2 separate regions of the Rattus norvegicus genome follow, and region 2 is linked to region 1. Evidence: chromatin contacts called from public Hi-C data. All regions are on one chromosome and are shown on one strand. Each heading gives the region's core, a stretch centred on a gene start, on an enhancer-like site or on the middle of the called end of the contact. The rest is flanking DNA. Distances are from core to core; before and after follow the strand shown. Region 1 overlaps Fnbp1 (formin binding protein 1). Region 2 holds the start of Gpr107 (G protein-coupled receptor 107).

Region 1 (3,345 bases), core at 442-2,941:
CCTAGGACCCACACCATAGAAGGAGAGAAAACCAACTCCTTGGCTTATGTTCTACTTCACACAAACACCCCGGCACATACTCCCCTGCCCTATCAATAAATAAATGTCATAAAAATTTTAATAGAAAGAGGAATGAACCCTTTGCGCACTTGCAGCACCTCAGCCATCTCTCCAGGCTGCCTTACCTGAGCTGTTTGGCATAGCTGAGCTCAATCTCCGTTCTCTCCTTGACGAACTTGATGTATTTCTCAAGAATGTCGATTCCCCACTGTGTGTGTTTTTCCAAGTTGTCAAACTGATCCTGTTTGAAGAGAGGGGGGGGGAGTTTATTGTCTCATTCTATGGCTTCCAGTTCTAGGGAGCCACCCTCCCCATCATTTTCTCTGATCCAGGACAGTGGCTCTAGCATTTTCCATGATGACACTGAGGATGCGGGTGTCTGTTGAGAGCTTTACACCAACATTACCAAATTTGGTTTGAGCACGGTCCAGAGTTAGCCTCCCTGCCCTCTCCTCCTTTTAGACACATTTCTTCTATATATAATTAATGTTCCATTACAAAGGAAAATGTCTCAGATGCCAAAAGCTGACAGGTGAGACACACACACACACACACACACACACACACACACACACACACACACACGAGCACACTAGGGCAGAAGAGACGGCTCAGTAGTTAAGAGCACTAGCTGCTCTAGCAGACGGCGGCCAGAGTTTGAGTCCTGGCACTCCTGTCAGGCAGCCCACAGGTATAACTCTAGCTCCTGGATATCAGAAACCCTTTCTAGACTCCTTAAGTACCCTCATGCAATGTGCTCACGCATATCTAATAAAATAAGAAACAAACGACTTCTTATATTTGTACGTGGGTGCTTTGCCTGCGTGTGTGTAAGTGCCCCAAGTGTGCCTGGTACCCCGAAGGAGGTCTCAGATCCCTGGGTCCAGAGTTACAGCCAGTAATGAGCTGTCATATGGGTGCTGGGAATTGAACCCTAGTCCTCTGGAAAAGCAGCCAGTGCGTTTAACTGCTGGGCCATCTCTCTGGCTTTCTCCTCTCCTGTTCCTGTTGTGGTCGTGGTTGTTGTTGTTATTGAGACAGGGTCTCACTATGTAGCCTTGGTTGGCCTGGAACTTGATAAGTGACCAGGGGCTTGGAATTCAGAAATCCACCTGCCTCTACCTCAGGGATGCTGAGCTTAAAGACATGCACCCACCCTACATTTTTTTTTTTTCCTTTTTAAGAAAGAGCTAAAGAGATGGCTCAGTGGTTGAGAGCACCAACTGCTCTTCCAAAGATTCTGAGTTCAATTCCCAGCAACCACATGGTGGCTCACAACCATCTATAATGAGATCTGATACCCTTTCCTGTGTGTCTGAAGACAGCGACAGTGTACCCACATACATAAATAAATAAATCGTTGAAAAAGAAAGAAAAAAAGAACCAGCTACTTGAATTTGGAGAGCTCTTGCAAGATCGTGACCACAGATCTGCTTGGAATCATGGGAGACCGAGGTCAGGAGACTGAGAATGAGAGCAGGAGGAAGCCATTCTGACACTTGGCAAATGCTACTGTAAGTGACAGATTGGCTGCAGACTCTGAGGGAGATGTGAGCAAGGGGGAAGGGCTCCAGGGTGAGTCCGAGTCTGCTTCCTGCACGTAAGCAAAGTCCACACAGGGAGAAAACTCAGTGCAGTTTGGCCGTGTGAATAAAGGGTTTGGTATGCATAGCAGAGTCTGCAAGCACAGATGGACTAAGCCCTCAGGAGGACGTCGGGAAGTGGACGGGGCTGAAGCTTCAGCCACAGATCGGAGTGCCAGGGGGTGGGCAGCCCTACACAGGAGCAGCAGGGAGGACTGGCCCAGGAAGGAGAGTGGTGGAACAGAGCCAGAGAATGCATTAGAGCATCCCAGGAAGAGACTCGAGCCAGGTCAGATGGGAGGCGTGCTGCTGCCTCAGAGGGAACCTCAGAGGGCCAGAGAATGAGGGTCTGGCCAGCTCCAGGGCTTCACTGACACAGGTTGCCAACCATCTCAACGGTTCTGCTAGGCATCCCTAGTGTGCCCGGGAACCCCTACCTCATTTCTCTAAAACATGCAAGGTCTTAAGACATGCAGTATATAACTGGCACCCTTCAGGCGTTCATTCCAGCCCCATCCGAGCTATGACTGCCATCGACACAGCGCTGGCCCAGTTGGTAGAATGCTTCCTTAGCACGCAGGAAGCCCTGGCTCCTACCTCTAACCCCTCATGAACTGTGTGGTCCACACCCCTGTAAATTCAGCACTTAGAAAGTAGAGGAAGGAGGATCAGAAGCTTAGGGTCATCCTCAGCTATATAGCAAAATTAAAAACAGCCTGGTCTACATAAGATGCCTTCTCAAAAAAGGGGGAGGGTGAGCTGAGATGGCTCAATGGTTAAGGTCACATACGGCTCTTGCAGAGCACCGGCTTTGTTCTCGGCATCCACTTGGTCCTGTGTAAGTCCAACTCCAGGGGATCTTAGGCTTCTAACCTCCACTTATTTATGTGGTCGAACTCACAAACATATACATACAAGAATAAGTAAAAATAAAATTGCCCACCAGCGGTATGGTGGTGCACACCTTTAATCCCAGCACTTGGAAGGCAGAGGCAGGCGGGTCTCTGAGTTTGAGGACAGCCTGGTCTTCAGAAGGGGTTCCAGGACAGCCAGGGCTACACAGAGAAACCCTGTCTCAAGCCACACAACCCCTCAATAAAATAAAATAATTTTTTATTAAATATGAATTTATTTAACATTAGAGACATAATTAAAATATATTTAAATATCCATTGTGGAACATTAGTCTTTTCTTATTGGATATATTTCTTTATTTACATTTCAAATGTATATTCCCTTTCCTGGTTTCCTGTCCATAAGCCTCCTATCCCCTCCCCCTGCCCCATAAAATCTTTTTAAAGAGACTGCACACAGTGATGTATACATTTATATTCCCACCTCTCAGAAAGCTTAGACAGGAGGATCACATGGAACCGAGATTTCAAGGCCAGCCTGACCAATACAGTGAGCCTCTGCCAACAGCGACGGAAGCTATACACACTTAACATATATAACCCGGAGTGTCTAAAGGTAAGGTGTGCACCCATGAGACCAATCCTCGCCACAATCTACCCCACAAATACATACCCACTCCCTTCTAAAAGCTTCCTGTTGTCTCTTGATTCCCCGAGTGCGTGATTCGATCTCTTTCAAACACAATATGGGCATTGTTGAGTGCTGGAGCTGAGCTGTGCTTTAAGCTCGCCTCTACATCAACCTTGAGTCAATCAGAGTCACGTGTCCTAATTTCCTTCCTTTTGCA
Region 2 (3,371 bases), core at 295-2,794, 47 kb after region 1:
TATGTACATATATATACACATATATACATATATACACATATATGTATATACACACACATATATACATATATGCACATATATATGTATATATGTGTATATGTATATATGTATACATATACATGTATATATGTATACATATATATACACACACACATACACACAAAACCAACATACATAAAAACTTAATTACCTACCTATATGTAATATAGATATAGATCTATTATCTATATATAATAGACATCTATAATGTCTATTATAGAGACATTGCTGAGTGGTTAAGAGCACTTACGGGGTTGGGAATTTAGCTCAGTGGTAGAGCGCTTACCTAGGTTCGGTCCCCAGCTCCGAAAAAAAGAACCAAAAAAAAAAAAAGAGCACTTACTACTCTTTTAGAGTAACTGAGTTCAGTATACAGCACCCATGATGTCAGGTAACACATAATTGCCTGTAACTCCAGCTCCGGAGGGTGACACCATCTTCTGGTCCCCTCAGATACCTACACATGGCACACACATACATAATTTAAAAAAAACCAAGCAACCAGACCTTTAGAATATATCCTGTTAACTGTTCCAGTTAAAAAGCTATAGAAATCTGATTCTGTCGTAGATGTTCACACACCTATACAGTGGTGGTTGCCCGGTAGTGGAGTCCCCAGTGTTTTCATTTTGTCCTATTTTGCTTAAATAATTATGCGCACATACACAGAAGCATATGTTACTTGTGCGTCCAGTTAAAAACAAGAACCAAAAGACTAAACAGACTTGGTTATCAGCAGTTTTAATATGCTTGTTTCCCGTAACCCCTTGTTAAACAGTGGAACCAGGGATCTATAACGAAGTCATTCCATTAAGTGCCAAGGATCAAAAGCAAAGTTTCCAAAGAAACCAAAATAGAAAACATTAAGGCTCGGACTGCACCGTCGGCACGAAATCACACAAGACAAAATGACGTATCAGTTAAAAATTTGCATGTGATTCCCAGCTCAGCCTGGACAAAATGACCATCTCTTATTAGGTAGACTAGAAAAAAAGCATGACACCTACCTCTTATCTGATTAGACTGCCCCAAAGATTAAATGCCACTTAAAAAAAAAAAAGCCTAGTGGATTGCTTCACTTGTACTCAATAAATCCTATTACTGCAACTATTTTAAGTCTGCGATTTGTGTAAAAGGCCTAGGATAATAAGTCGAGGAATCTAAGACAGGCCAGCAATTCCTAAGCTATTACCACCGACGACATTCCAGTCAACCGCCAGGGTCAGTGGCGGACATTGAGGGTTCCAGGCTTCTGTCCAGGTCCTTCAATCCCCCAAGCCAGGCGAGGCGGAAAGGAGGTCCGTGTTGGACTTGCTCCGCCATGGGGGCTTTGCCGGAAGTCCGCCCTGGGAAGCCAACTGAACAGTCAGGAGGTGGTCCGCTCAGGTCCTTCGGAGACCAGAGTTGCATTTTCCCGGAAAATGATCTCAAGGACCTGGGAGGCGGCAGCCCCGCCCCCTTCCAGAGCACGTCCGGGACGCCGCACTTTGACCCGGAAGTGAGTGGGAGAGGAAGCAGCTGGTGATGCTGGAATAAATATGGCCGTCCGGGTACCCCTCGGCTGCACGGGCTCCTTCTGCCCGCGGCTGCTACCACTGCTGGCATTGTTGGAGCTGCTCGTCGACCCCAGCTTGGGCCGCGTCCATCACCTGGCGCTCAAAGTAAGGCCTGGCAGGCTGGGGGCAGGATCAGGGAGTGGCGACGGGGGCGCGGCCGCTGTCCGGGGCTGAGCCAACTTTAGCCCTGCGGGGTCTCTAAGTTCGGCCCTTGAGCTAAGGGGTCTGCGCTGCCCTGTGGGGATGGACTACGCCTTGCGGCCGCCTGGGATAGTCTGATCCCTGCGGGTTTGAGGTCGTAGGGAAGAGGTCCAGCCGCGGCCTAAATCTCCAAAGACCCGGAGGCCGCTCCTGCGATTCCCAGCTGGCCTCCCTGGATTCCACGTTGGTGACAACCTTCCCCACTCACCCTTTCATAAATGTAATTACGATTTCTCTTGTCCGCCTTCTCCGCCCTTCTGTGCTCCTTGATCTGGCGCGTTGAAGTTGTGCGGAATCCTAGCCTGTTTTTCCTGCTTGGTTTGGGATGCTCAATTGACTGACCAAAGCCAGGATCCCCAAGAGTAATTCAAATCTTGCTTGAAATACATGCCTTGATTTCAAGAAGAAAAAACAAGCCTGAGAATTTACTCATCGTTCAAAGTGTTTCTAAGTAATGGGCCTTTTTCTTTCTCCCTCTGTGGTCATTGCCTAAGGAAGACGTTTATGACAGGCCTGAGATGAACACCAAGAACCGCTATAGTAACTAACCCACAATATAAAGTTCTCTAAGACTTACACAGGATTGTCAGCCTGTTAATATACCTGGAGAACAGAAGATGACATCATTATGACTCAAAGCCTTGTACATATTCGTAATAGTCAATGTTCCAAGAAGTTGTGGATCTGGGCACAGCTGTCTTTTAAAAATACTTTCCATTAGGTGTGAAGAATAAAGTCTTGTAAATGTAGAGTTTAAAGGGTACAGACAGACTGTACTTGGGCATACTCGGGCTATCCGCTTTTGTTTGTAAATTAAGTTGATCTTGAGTGGAGTGGCTCTTACCCGCAAGACAGGTCAGTCTTGGCTCCTTATAAAATCCACTGAAAGCTGCAGGAGCTCTCCCCAGAGAAATGCTTCCTGAAGGCCACCCAGCTTTCTTGGCCTTCCTGTAGCTTCACAATCTTGGTACAGTTTATCAGTGTATCCAAGTTTGCAGGTTTATCACTCTGTGGCTGAGAACCCCTGATTTCTAAACTCTCCCATTTTGAGGTTTGCAGATTGTTTTTTATTGAGTATATAATTTAGCTGAGTTCATAAAGCTTAGGAATTAGAAACAAAATTTGCAACAGGACACACTGGGACCATCTCTCCTGGCTCCCTGTCCAACATTTCTAGTATTAAAGTGCCATGTGCCAGGTATCAATAGGCAAACGCTGGCAGTATTTATATTGGCCAGCCTGAGTAATGAGTATATTCCAACCTTCCAGACCAACCTTTTTATGTAGTAGTAGTAAACTTAGAGTAGTTCTGTGGTTGACCTCTCTCTTGCGTCAACCTAAGTTTAGTTCTGTGATTGATGTCTCTCCTGTGCCAAATGGCTTGATGGTTTTCTCTCTTGTAACATGTTCCCTGAGATTATCCTATAATTGGAACTAGAATCTTTTTTTCTTAGGCAGCCTTTATTTATTATCTTCCCGATCAGGTTAAAACCCAGGCTTGCAAGAACACGAAATGATCATCAAACGTCAGGAATGTGCATTGATTCTTTTTCAAAAGATCTCTCTCTCTCTCTC

Evidence for each region. A called contact is a pair of places that touch in the nucleus more often than the background predicts.
Region 2: a Hi-C map of mammary epithelial cells shows a contact between it and region 1, with 1.6 times the contacts expected there. The contact joins the promoter of Gpr107 here to the enhancer-like site in region 1. A contact is called at or near these places in 3 of 12 Hi-C or Micro-C datasets (kidney, liver and mammary epithelial cells).

The regions. Positions count from the first base shown.
Region 1 is chr3:34,784,145-34,787,489 of GRCr8, forward strand. Fnbp1 (formin binding protein 1) reads right to left here. Exons shown (of 17, transcript NM_001393677.1): 2 at 186-301. Among named protein-coding and RNA genes, the nearest start is that of Fnbp1, 36 kb to the right of the region's middle. Within about 2 kb of position 1,692, at least 39 of the 93 cell types and tissues checked have an H3K27ac peak or open chromatin away from gene starts, as enhancers often do. A contact at or near this core is called in kidney, where this site is marked.
Region 2 is chr3:34,830,918-34,834,288 of GRCr8, forward strand. It overlaps Gpr107 (G protein-coupled receptor 107), which reads left to right and starts at 1,545. Exons shown (of 18, transcript NM_001107828.1): 1 at 1,545-1,700. The coding sequence starts at 1,578.